2 separate regions of the Macaca mulatta genome follow, and region 2 is linked to region 1. Evidence: chromatin contacts called from public Micro-C data. All regions are on one chromosome and are shown on one strand. The core of a region is the stretch at or near the end of the contact, and the rest is flanking DNA. Distances in the headings are between cores, read along the strand shown. Region 1 overlaps VMP1 (vacuole membrane protein 1). Region 2 overlaps VMP1 (vacuole membrane protein 1).

What was found. A called contact is a pair of places that touch in the nucleus more often than the background predicts.
Region 2: a contact with region 1 is called in a Micro-C map of CD4 T cells, with 11 times the contacts expected there. The contact joins two enhancer-like sites. A contact is called at or near these places in 4 of 14 Hi-C or Micro-C datasets (CD4 T cells, blood, cortical neurons and 1 more).

The regions. Positions count from the first base shown.
Region 1 is chr16:50,140,381-50,145,265 of T2T-MMU8v2.0, forward strand. It overlaps VMP1 (vacuole membrane protein 1), which reads right to left. Exons shown (of 12, transcript NM_001190897.1): 11 at 1,973-2,075; 12 at 271-582. The coding sequence ends at 439. Among named protein-coding and RNA genes, the nearest start is that of MIR21, 3.3 kb to the left of the region's middle. Within about 2 kb of position 2,006, at least 22 of the 40 cell types and tissues checked have an H3K27ac peak or open chromatin away from gene starts, as enhancers often do. A contact at or near this core is called in CD4 T cells, where this site is marked.
Region 2 is chr16:50,231,296-50,236,180 of T2T-MMU8v2.0, forward strand. The region is part of intron 5 of VMP1 (vacuole membrane protein 1); the gene reads right to left. Among named protein-coding and RNA genes, the nearest start is that of VMP1, 45 kb to the right of the region's middle. Within about 2 kb of position 2,711, at least 8 of the 40 cell types and tissues checked have an H3K27ac peak or open chromatin away from gene starts, as enhancers often do. A contact at or near this core is called in CD4 T cells, where this site is marked.

The DNA of each region.
Region 1 (4,885 bases), core at 756-3,255:
AGACTGTTATCCAATCTAGATAATTTATATACATTTTGATGACTTAGGAAAACAAAGCAATCATTTGTGACAAGCCTAAAAAGCTTGACATATTTAACATACTTAGGAACTTTTTTTGTGTGGTGGGAATTCTCTAATTGTATCATGTGGGCCTTTTGAAAGTAACAAACAGAAGGCCAGTCTGTTGCAAGTTTGCTGCTGAACATCACATTCCACCCTAAGAACACACAAGGTGGATTGGATTGAGGGTGGATACCTTACCTTAGCACAGAAGGAAAAAGTATGTCAGTGCAAAGTATGGACTGAACTGCTTTCAGGAAAAAAGTTGTAAAAATTGATACAGGTTGGAAAAGGGAATTTTCCTTCCTGGCTTGGAGTCCTCCCAATTGAAGGCAGAACCCATCCACTCCAATTTCTGCAGTTTGAAACTTTCTCTGCTTATTTAGTTTTCTCCTCTGAGTTCAACCGCTGCTGGATTCGTTTGGCATAACTTTGTGCCATGGAGTTAATGATAGATAGGATGAAGTAACACACCATCACAACGACCAACTTTTCAAACATCCAGGACAACCAGTTTTCTCCCTGTAGAAATAAATGCAGAACAATGCAGTGAAAAAGGTTTCATTTGGTCAGTAGTAAAAAGAGGGTCATCTATAATGCTTTAAGGAAAATAATGAAAACTTGAAGTGTGTAACTTAGAAAACCTGAAGAATTAAAACTGAAAAGTAAGCAACCCCAGCTACTCCAAAACACCCATTCCTCTCCTTTTCACATCCAACTAGCAAGATTTCACGTTGTTGGATGTAAAATCAATGTTGATTCATATAGTTTAAAATGGGGTGAGTGTGAGGTTAGCTCTTCTACTAGGACCTAAGAAAAAACTCTTTGATTAAACTCAACTCCGAAGTTACCACGCAGATATTTGTGAGTACTGTCAAGACAGTTAAATATTTTTGTTCTAGTATTAGGAGCTGTTTTAAAAACACATAAATGTATCTGTTTCTGATGTCATGTTTGGTCAATTGAGGGCACCAAAGGTCCACATAAAGAGTGCAAGGCCATTAAAAAAACAGTGCTTCTGGCCGGGCGCGGTAGCTCACGTCTGTAATCTCAGCACTTTGGGAGGCCAAGGCAGGCAGATCATCTGAGGTCAGGAGTTCTAGACCAGCCTGGCTAACATGGTGAAACCCTATTTCTACTAAAATACACAAAATTAGCTGGTGTGGTGGCGCGCGCCTGGAATCGCAGCTACTCGGGAGGCTGAGGCAGGAGAATCGCTTGAACCCGGGAGGCAGAGAATGCAGTGAGCGGAGATTGCACCATCGCACTCCAGCTTGGGCAACAAGAGCGAAACTCCTGTCTCAAAAAACAAACAAACAAACAAACAAAAAATGAACCAAACCAAACCAAACAAAAAATACTGTGCTTCCCTCGAGTTTCCCATTTCAGGTTATTGCTTACTCATCCTCTTCTAGTCATTTCCCTTTGCCTCAGAATCGTTTACAGAAAAGACAGTCTAAGTTTTAAAGTTCAGCTATGGTAAGAACCTTGGTGTATTAAAAAAATTATCATTTCCCCATGGGTGAAAAGAAAAACAGTGAAAATCAAAGGGAGATATTCAAGTCACCTCAGTAAGTCTAATACTTTGTTACGCTGTAAGTTTTAACTTTTTAATCCACCTGGGGAGTATATCTACTAATTTAAGATCAAGGCAACAACTCATTCTATGTAACAGAACCATTGTTTTCCATTGGCTCCACCCTTGTTTTTGGGAGAAGATGTACAGAAGTACACTTTCTAGTTTAAGACAAAGACAAATTTCCCAGTAGAGCATACACAGACACTCAGCTTCTGTCAAGGAACACTGGCAAACCAACCTCACTTATTTGCCTAAAAATGTGAGTGAGAGCTGTGAATGTAATTTCAGCCTGAAACTTCCCAGAGGGGAGAAGAAACCGGAATAAAGTCTTACCTGTGGTGTGCCCATTTCGCTTCTGTGGTGAAGCTTCTGCCGTTGAGCCTCCAGGTACTCCTGAAATGGCTTCTGCAGAGATGGACCTATGCCGGGGACAGCACTGGAAGCAGGCAGGGTACAGTAGCCCGAGGAAAAAGACACATTTGGGAAGAAAAGCAGGAAAAACGTTAAACAAAATGCACTTACCACCTGGACTCAAAAGGCAGGGATTGTATAGGAAGAGGAATAAAATATAAAAATCAGAGAACTGCTGAAATTCTGTGAGCTCTTTCTAGTAAAAAAAAAAAAAAAAAAAAAAAAATTCTTCCTTCTAACAACCCCTTAAAAAGCAAAATCTCTCCCACCAACACGTCTGGGAGAGACTAAGAGCTGTAAATCAGGAACCGCTCCCAGCAAAAGAGTTAGTCCCAGAGTAAGGCCAGCTCAGCTGATACTGTACTCTGGTGTGGCACAAAGAATAAAATGAATGACTTCTCAGAAGTCCCACATTTATCACCACCAGTTCCTGTAAGAACTGGTTTGAACCAATTAATAAGGAAATGACTTATGCTTGTGTCATCCCTAGTTAAAAAAGAAACTGCCCGCCCTCTCTCTGACTTGTCCCCTCTTCTCAGAGGGGGCGGTCTTTCTCAATCTAAGTCCTTATTAGGACAATCTGTGCGTCATCCTTATCCAAAAAGAATGCATTAGCAAACTTGGGAGGCACCTCCCACTAGTCAGAAGTCAGTGATTAACAAAGGAACAAAGAAGGAACTATGAACTTTGAATCATTTCATGGTTTATGGTAGACAGTTTGCACAGAAACTCCAGTACATTAGTAACAACTTGTTCTGAGATGACTGGGATAGTGATCTTTGATACATTTATGTACTCGGAGCTCCTTCTCACCCAGAATACATGGAGGCAGTGCTGTTAAACCGGTTTGGCAACTGTAGCTAACAGGCTCCTGTTTTAGACATGCTTGCAGGCGTTTTTAAAAATGGTAGCTTGGGGCAACTTAGAAAAATCAAACATCTCTATTTTCTGTACCTTTTAGTTTGTTATCTGTCACATAGGGCTAAGGACGTAAATAAGTTCAAACTCTTTCTTACAGCCAGCCAGAGATTCCAATATGTACTTGCAACACTGCCTAATGCTTGTCCTGTTAAGTATCCTGACTCAAATTCACTTCACTTCTTTTTTTTTTTTTTTTTTTTTGAGACTGAGTCTTGCTCTGTCGCCCACGCTGGAGTGCAATGGCGTGATCTCGACCCACTGCAACCTCCACCTCCCGGGTTCAAGTGATTCTCCTGCCTCAGACTCCTAAGTAGCTGGGATTAGAGGTGCCCTCCATGATGCCCAGCTAATTTTTGTAGAGACGGGGTTTCACCATGTTGGCCAGGCTGGTCTCGAACTCCTGACTTGAAGTAATCTGCCCACCTCAGCCTCCCAAAATGCTGGGATTACAGGTGTGAGCCATGACGCCTGGCCTTACTTCACTTTTTTTTTTTTTTGAGATGTAGTCTTGCTCTGTTGCCCAGGCTGGAGTGCAGTGGTGTGATCTTGGTTCACTGCAACCTCTGCCTACCGGGTTCAAGCAACTCTCTGCCTTAGCCTCCTGAGCAGCTGGGATTACAGGCGCTTGTCACCATGCCTGGATAATTTTTTTGTATTTTTAGTAGAGAAGGGGTTTCACCATCTCGGCCAGGCTGGTTTTGAACTCCTGACCTTGTGATCCCCCTGCCTCAGCTTCCCAAAGTGCTGGGATTACAGGTGTGAGCCACTGCACCTGGCCTTCACTTCTTTTCTAGAACAATTCCTTGCTACTTTTTATAACAAAAAGCAGGAGTAGAAGAGTTTTTGCTATTGTATTTTTATCAGATGCTAACGCATCCCTAACTTCTGGCTGAATTCTTTTCTTTAATCCTATTTATCTATCAGTCACCAAATACTTATTTGATTCCTTTTGTTGGGAAAAAAGCCAAAAAAACAAACTGCCCACAAGGAACTTAAAATCATTTATGGGCATTTGGATTCAAAACACAGGCAGATGCGCACGCGCATGCGCGCGCACACACACACACACACACACACACACACACACACACACACGAACTGATCTGTGAACAAAATAACGTACAATTCAATATTAAAGTTTTTGGTACAGAAGATATATACCAAAGGAACTGGAGGGAGAAAAGAGAGATCAGTGAGGGGTGAAGTTGTCAAAAAGGTCCTTTAGGCCGTGTACGGTGGCTCATGCTTGTAATCCCAGCACTTTGGGAGGCCAAGGTGGGAGGATGGTTTGAGCCCAGGAGTTCAATACCATCCTGGGAAACATGGTGAAACCCTGTCTCTACAAAAAATACAAAAATGAGCTGAGAATGGTGGCATGTGCCTGTAGTCCCAGCTACTCAGGAGGCTACAGTGAGAGCCCAGGAAGCTTAGGGCTGCAGTGAGCTGTGATCGCACCACTGTACTGTACTGTAGCCTGGGTGACAGAGACCCAGCCTCAAAAAAAAAAAAAAAAAAAAATTATTTAGGCCGGGCGCGGTGGCTCAAGCCTGTAATCCCAGCACTTTGGGAGGCCGAGACGGGCGGATCACGAGGTCAGGAGATCGAGACCATCCTGGCTAACACGGTGAAACCCTGTCTCTGCTAAAAAAATACAAAAAACTAGCCGGGCGCGGTGGCGGGCGCCTGTAGTCCCAACTACTCGGGAGGCTGAGGCAGGAGAATGGCGTGAACCCGGGAGGCGGAGCTTGCAGTGAGCTGAGATCCGGCCACTGCACTCCAGCCTGGGCGGCAGAGCCAGACTCTGTCTCAAAAAAAAAAAAAAAAAAAAAAAAATTATTTAGTGAATACTGAAGAAGTACAAAAGGCCTGAACACACATAAATAATAAATGTGAATACTGCACTGATCAGACCAG
Region 2 (4,885 bases), core at 1,461-3,960, 92 kb after region 1:
CTACAAACACTAATTAGGGTCATAGTAAGAAAGGGGTGAATATATTCATACTTTAATTTGTGAAAAAATCATATTAGTAAAATGATAAACTAGAATGTACACTGCTGCTTAATTTTAAGTAAGTAAAACATTTTCTGGATTTTGAACTTTTCAGGTTCTTTGGATTTATATTATAGCAGCTCGCTCATGATTTACTATAATTCTTCACACACTTTGTAGCATTTAAAGGATTGAAAAGGTTATACTCATGTCTATGTTTCATCAAGAAAAACAGTATATCATCCAAAAGACCAAAGGTAGAATACTGTTGGGTTTACTTTATGGTCCTTTCTTACAGAGACATCTTTTAAAAACGAAAGACCTAAAATGTTCATATTAGTTAATTTATTAGCCTAATTTAGGCAAGAATATTTATCAACCAAGATGAAGAATACAACATCACATTAAGATTGCAGAATGTGTGTTGTGTGTGTATGAGTATTTTTAAGGAAGGCGAGCAGACAAAACAGACAGACATTCTTCCACTCTAGACGGCTCCCTCAGAACTGATAAAACATTCCTAAAGACTGGAGTTGTTTGGACAACATCTGTAATGTCAATTCATAGCCTAATCCATCATCTATACACAGAAGTCAAGTGAGATCCCAAAGGCAAAATTTCCAATTAGTTTTGTCTGGAAAGTTTAGGGCAAAGGTAATAAAATCAAGAATCCTGTGCTGATTCACTGGGAAAACATTTATTTGCCACACTTCTACACTAAGGAACAAAAGCAGTCAGTGGTTAGTCTGGAATGTGATTCATTAGGAATATCTGGGTGATAAACAAACAAAAGAAGATGACAAATCGTTGTTTGTATGACTTGCAAAACCTCTGTTTTCTTTCAGGGGACTTCAGAAACCCTTTTGCAAACACAGAAATTCTCCTCAGAATTTTTTTAATCATTGTTTTTATCATTAGAGTCAAAAAACAAGGTTATAGTCTACAGCAAATAAATCTAGAAGGCTAGAGTGTAAAATATTGATTCCCAATGGGCACTGACAAGTTTAACCAGTGTTTATATTCTTTTTGTAAAGAAGGTCCCAAGTTATGCCTCTGGTCTCTCTTTACAAAATGCAGTAAAGGCTGGGAACAGTGTCTCATGCTTGTAATCCTAACACTTTGGGAGGCCGAGGCAGCAGGATCACTTGAGCCCAGCAGTTCAAGAATAGCACGGACAACACAGTGAAATTCTGTCTCTACTAAGAAAAAATATTAGCCCAGTGTAGTGGCATATGCCTGTAGTCCCAGCTACTTGGGAGGCTGAGATGGGAGGACCACTTGATACCAGGAGTTCAAGATTGCAGTGAGCTATGATCATGTCATTGCACTCCAGCCTGAGCAACAGAGCCAGACCCTGTCTAAAAACAAAAACAAAAACCAAAACAAAAAACCAAAAACCAAAACAAAAAACAAAGAAACAAACTGTCAAAAAGCAGGAACCTGGGCATGCATTAATGTGGATTTCAGTTTTCTAAATCTGTTGGTAAATTACTGTTGGTAACTTCTATCTCATCTCCTTTGTTTAACAAAAAGCCTAATAATGCCAGTTACCTAGGTCATAGGGTAGAAATATGAGATTATACTATAAAAGTGCAAGTATAGGCCAGGCGCGGTGGCTCAAGCCTGTAATCCCAGCACTTTGGGAGGCCGAGACGGGCGGATCACGAGGTCAGGAGATCGAGACCATCCTGGCTAACACGGTGAAACCCCGTCTCTACTAAAAAATACAAAAAACTAGCCGGGCGTGGTGGCGGGCGCCTGTAGTCCCAACTACTCGGGAGGCTGAGGCCGGAGAATGGCGTGAACCCGGGAGGCGGAGCTTGCAGTGAGCTGAGATCCGGCCATTGCACTCCAGCCTGGGCGGCAGAGCGAGACTCCGTCTCAAAAAAAAAAAAAAAAAAAGTGCAAGTATAAAATTGCTGGACAAAACAAAAGAAATATGAACTCTATAGTATTAGTTCATGCTCCAAGTTATAAGGTACTGTCTTTGAAGCTATTTTTATTATGTTGAATTAATCCATATTAAAAGGCATATTTGGCCAGGCGTGGTGGCTCACGCCTGTAATCCCAGCAGTTTGGGAGGCCCAGGCGGGTGGATCACTTGAGGTCAGGAGTTCGAGACCAGCCTGGCCAACATTGTGAAACCCTGCCTCTACTAAAAATACAGATCGCACCATTGCACTCCAGCCTGCGTGACAGAGTGAGTCTCCATCTAAAAAACAAAAGAAAAAGAAAAAGAAAAAGAAAAAAAGGCATGTTTCGCCTTTGTTCTCTAGACCCAAGCAACTTTTGATCACACAGTTGACTGAAGTATTCAGGAGCAATGAACTACATATTTATGAGAGCACTGTTAAAAAAAGGGGGGGGCTAGTATAAATTGTTTAAAATGTATGCCCAACAACAAATGTAAGCTAAACTAAATTTTCTTGTCTTTTGTTTAAGCATACATTAATAAACTTAAGGGCAGGAAGTTACCCAGTCTGTGCATACCCCTTTTCCTTGGCAAAAACCCAGCCCAATGTCCTGAAGACCTTGGTTTCTTCTTTTGATGTGGTGATGCTCAGCAGAGTTAATATATGAGTCATTCCTTAGGGAAAGACAGAGAGAAGAGCTTTCATGCCTTCATCAAACAAAAGGCAAATAGATTTTTTTCTAAGAAGGGTCTGTTGGTCTTCCTGAAACAGCACTGAGTCACTGCATGCTTACAGCCATAGTTATAAGCGTCTGGTATCAAGTCATACCAGAGCCTTAACTTTTGGTAATTTCTTTTTTGTCTTAAAAGGAGGATAGACAAGTGAGCAATAAAGCAATATTCAGAAGTCAAGCTGAATTGATAGGGAAGAAGTTGGCTAACAATTTTTTTTTAAAAGAATGATTCCACTTTATGGTATTAACAACTACTACAATATTTCACTTACTGAAACTATTTCACTATTTTATTTCAACCCATATCAATGCAGTTTTCCAAATAATATTTATTTTCAGCAATAGCCAAGAGTCAAAAAATATCAGAAATGTCTATACCTAAGGAAAAAACAGCTTTTAAAAAGTGCAGAATACTATACAGTACTTCTTCCTTAGGGTGCCATGTACCGAGGAGGTTATAAATATGAAAAAGCAATTAAGACGTCAGATTTTTAAAATGTACATATATATTTTTTGTTTTCATTTTAGTCCTCAATTGACCTGCACTTCAGGGTAAATGTACAATTTTTAACACATATTTTAATAATGAAAGAATCCCAAACTTTAAAGCAGAAACAGGCCTCTGAATCTTACACAGGGGCACATATCTCACAACTTTCTTTGTATCTAATTGATAACAAAGAGTCAAGTTTTTTCTATAAAAATGGTCATATGAAACAAATGGCTCACAGATATCATTCAAAGGATAACTCCTTGATGTTACAGCTTCTAATAAAACCTGATCTATTCTACAATGTAACTGAATAGTTCCCAACTTTTCTACTTCCAAACTGCTTCTAGAAAGTAAAACTCTAACACCTAAAACATGAGAAAATCCAATGGTTAAAATATATGGCAAACAGAAAAATTGTAAAATATATTCAGCCTTCTACTTATAGCTAAATATTTGGGCATCTTTTTAAATTATAAATGATTGTCGATAGTTTTTCTTCTCTTTACAATTCTTTGTCTAGAAGCTGGGCTTGATTGAAAGGGATATAGGGCTTTGTGAAGCCTTTTGCCAGGAAACTGCTCCACCTAGTGTCAAAAATTGTACATCACATTATATAGGAGAGTAAATTGTAGCTGATGGACTCCTTTGCTATTAAGAACAGCCTTTATAAATCCTTAATGTTACATACAGTTTACAAATGGTTCTTTAATCATCTTTTTGTCTGGTAACTTGATGAATCATAATGTACATGCATATAAGGAGCATGTCCAGAATACATTTCTCATAGTCAAGTACCAAAGTTCCTGTTTTTGTTAACCTGGTTAATTACAGAATTATGAATCATATTTCTCTGTTAGTGGGAAATAATTACAAGGTGGCTACGGAAATAACCCCATCACTTCTCCTAATTGTGTACAACATCTACACTTTTTTTTGTTCTTGAGACAGGGTCTCATTCTGTCACCCAGGCTAGACTGCAGTGGCGTGATCATAGCCTCCTTGGCTCAAGCGATTCTCCAATCTTGGCCTCAACCTCCACCTGAGTAGCTGGGACTACAGAAGCATGCCACTACACCTGGCTAATTAAAAAAATTTTTTTTGTAGAGACGGGGTCCCACTAGGTTGCCCAGGCTGGTCTGGTCTTAACTCCTGGCCTCAAGTGATCCTCCTGCCTTGGCCTCCCAAAGTGCTGGGAATACAGGTGCGAGCCATTGCACCTGGCCTATGTTTTTTAGAAATAAATTTTATTGTGCATAATTGAGGCTTACAATATGATGCTATAGTATACATACAGATAACAAAATGGTTATACTATAGTAAAGCAAATTAACATGTCTATCATCTTACATAGCTACTTTTTAAAAATAAGAACAGCTAAAAATCTACTTAACAAAAATCCCTAGTCCATTATAATTTTAGAACTGTGGTACCTTAGATCTTCGGAAATATTCATCCTACACATGACATCTAAACTTAATCCATAAGTTATTTATTCCTCAAAATAGTTGCAATCTTGTAAAATCTGGTATTTAAGAGGAATTGAACATACCAATGGTTACATGAAACTGGAACCAAATCTTCCTGTCATCAGACAGCTCATTTGGAAGAAATTTTTCTGCTTTTCCCTTCATAAAAAGCTTTTTTTTTTACTCTTAATTTTTTTTATACAACTCAAGCATATGCACAACTATATTCTTTTCTAAAGCA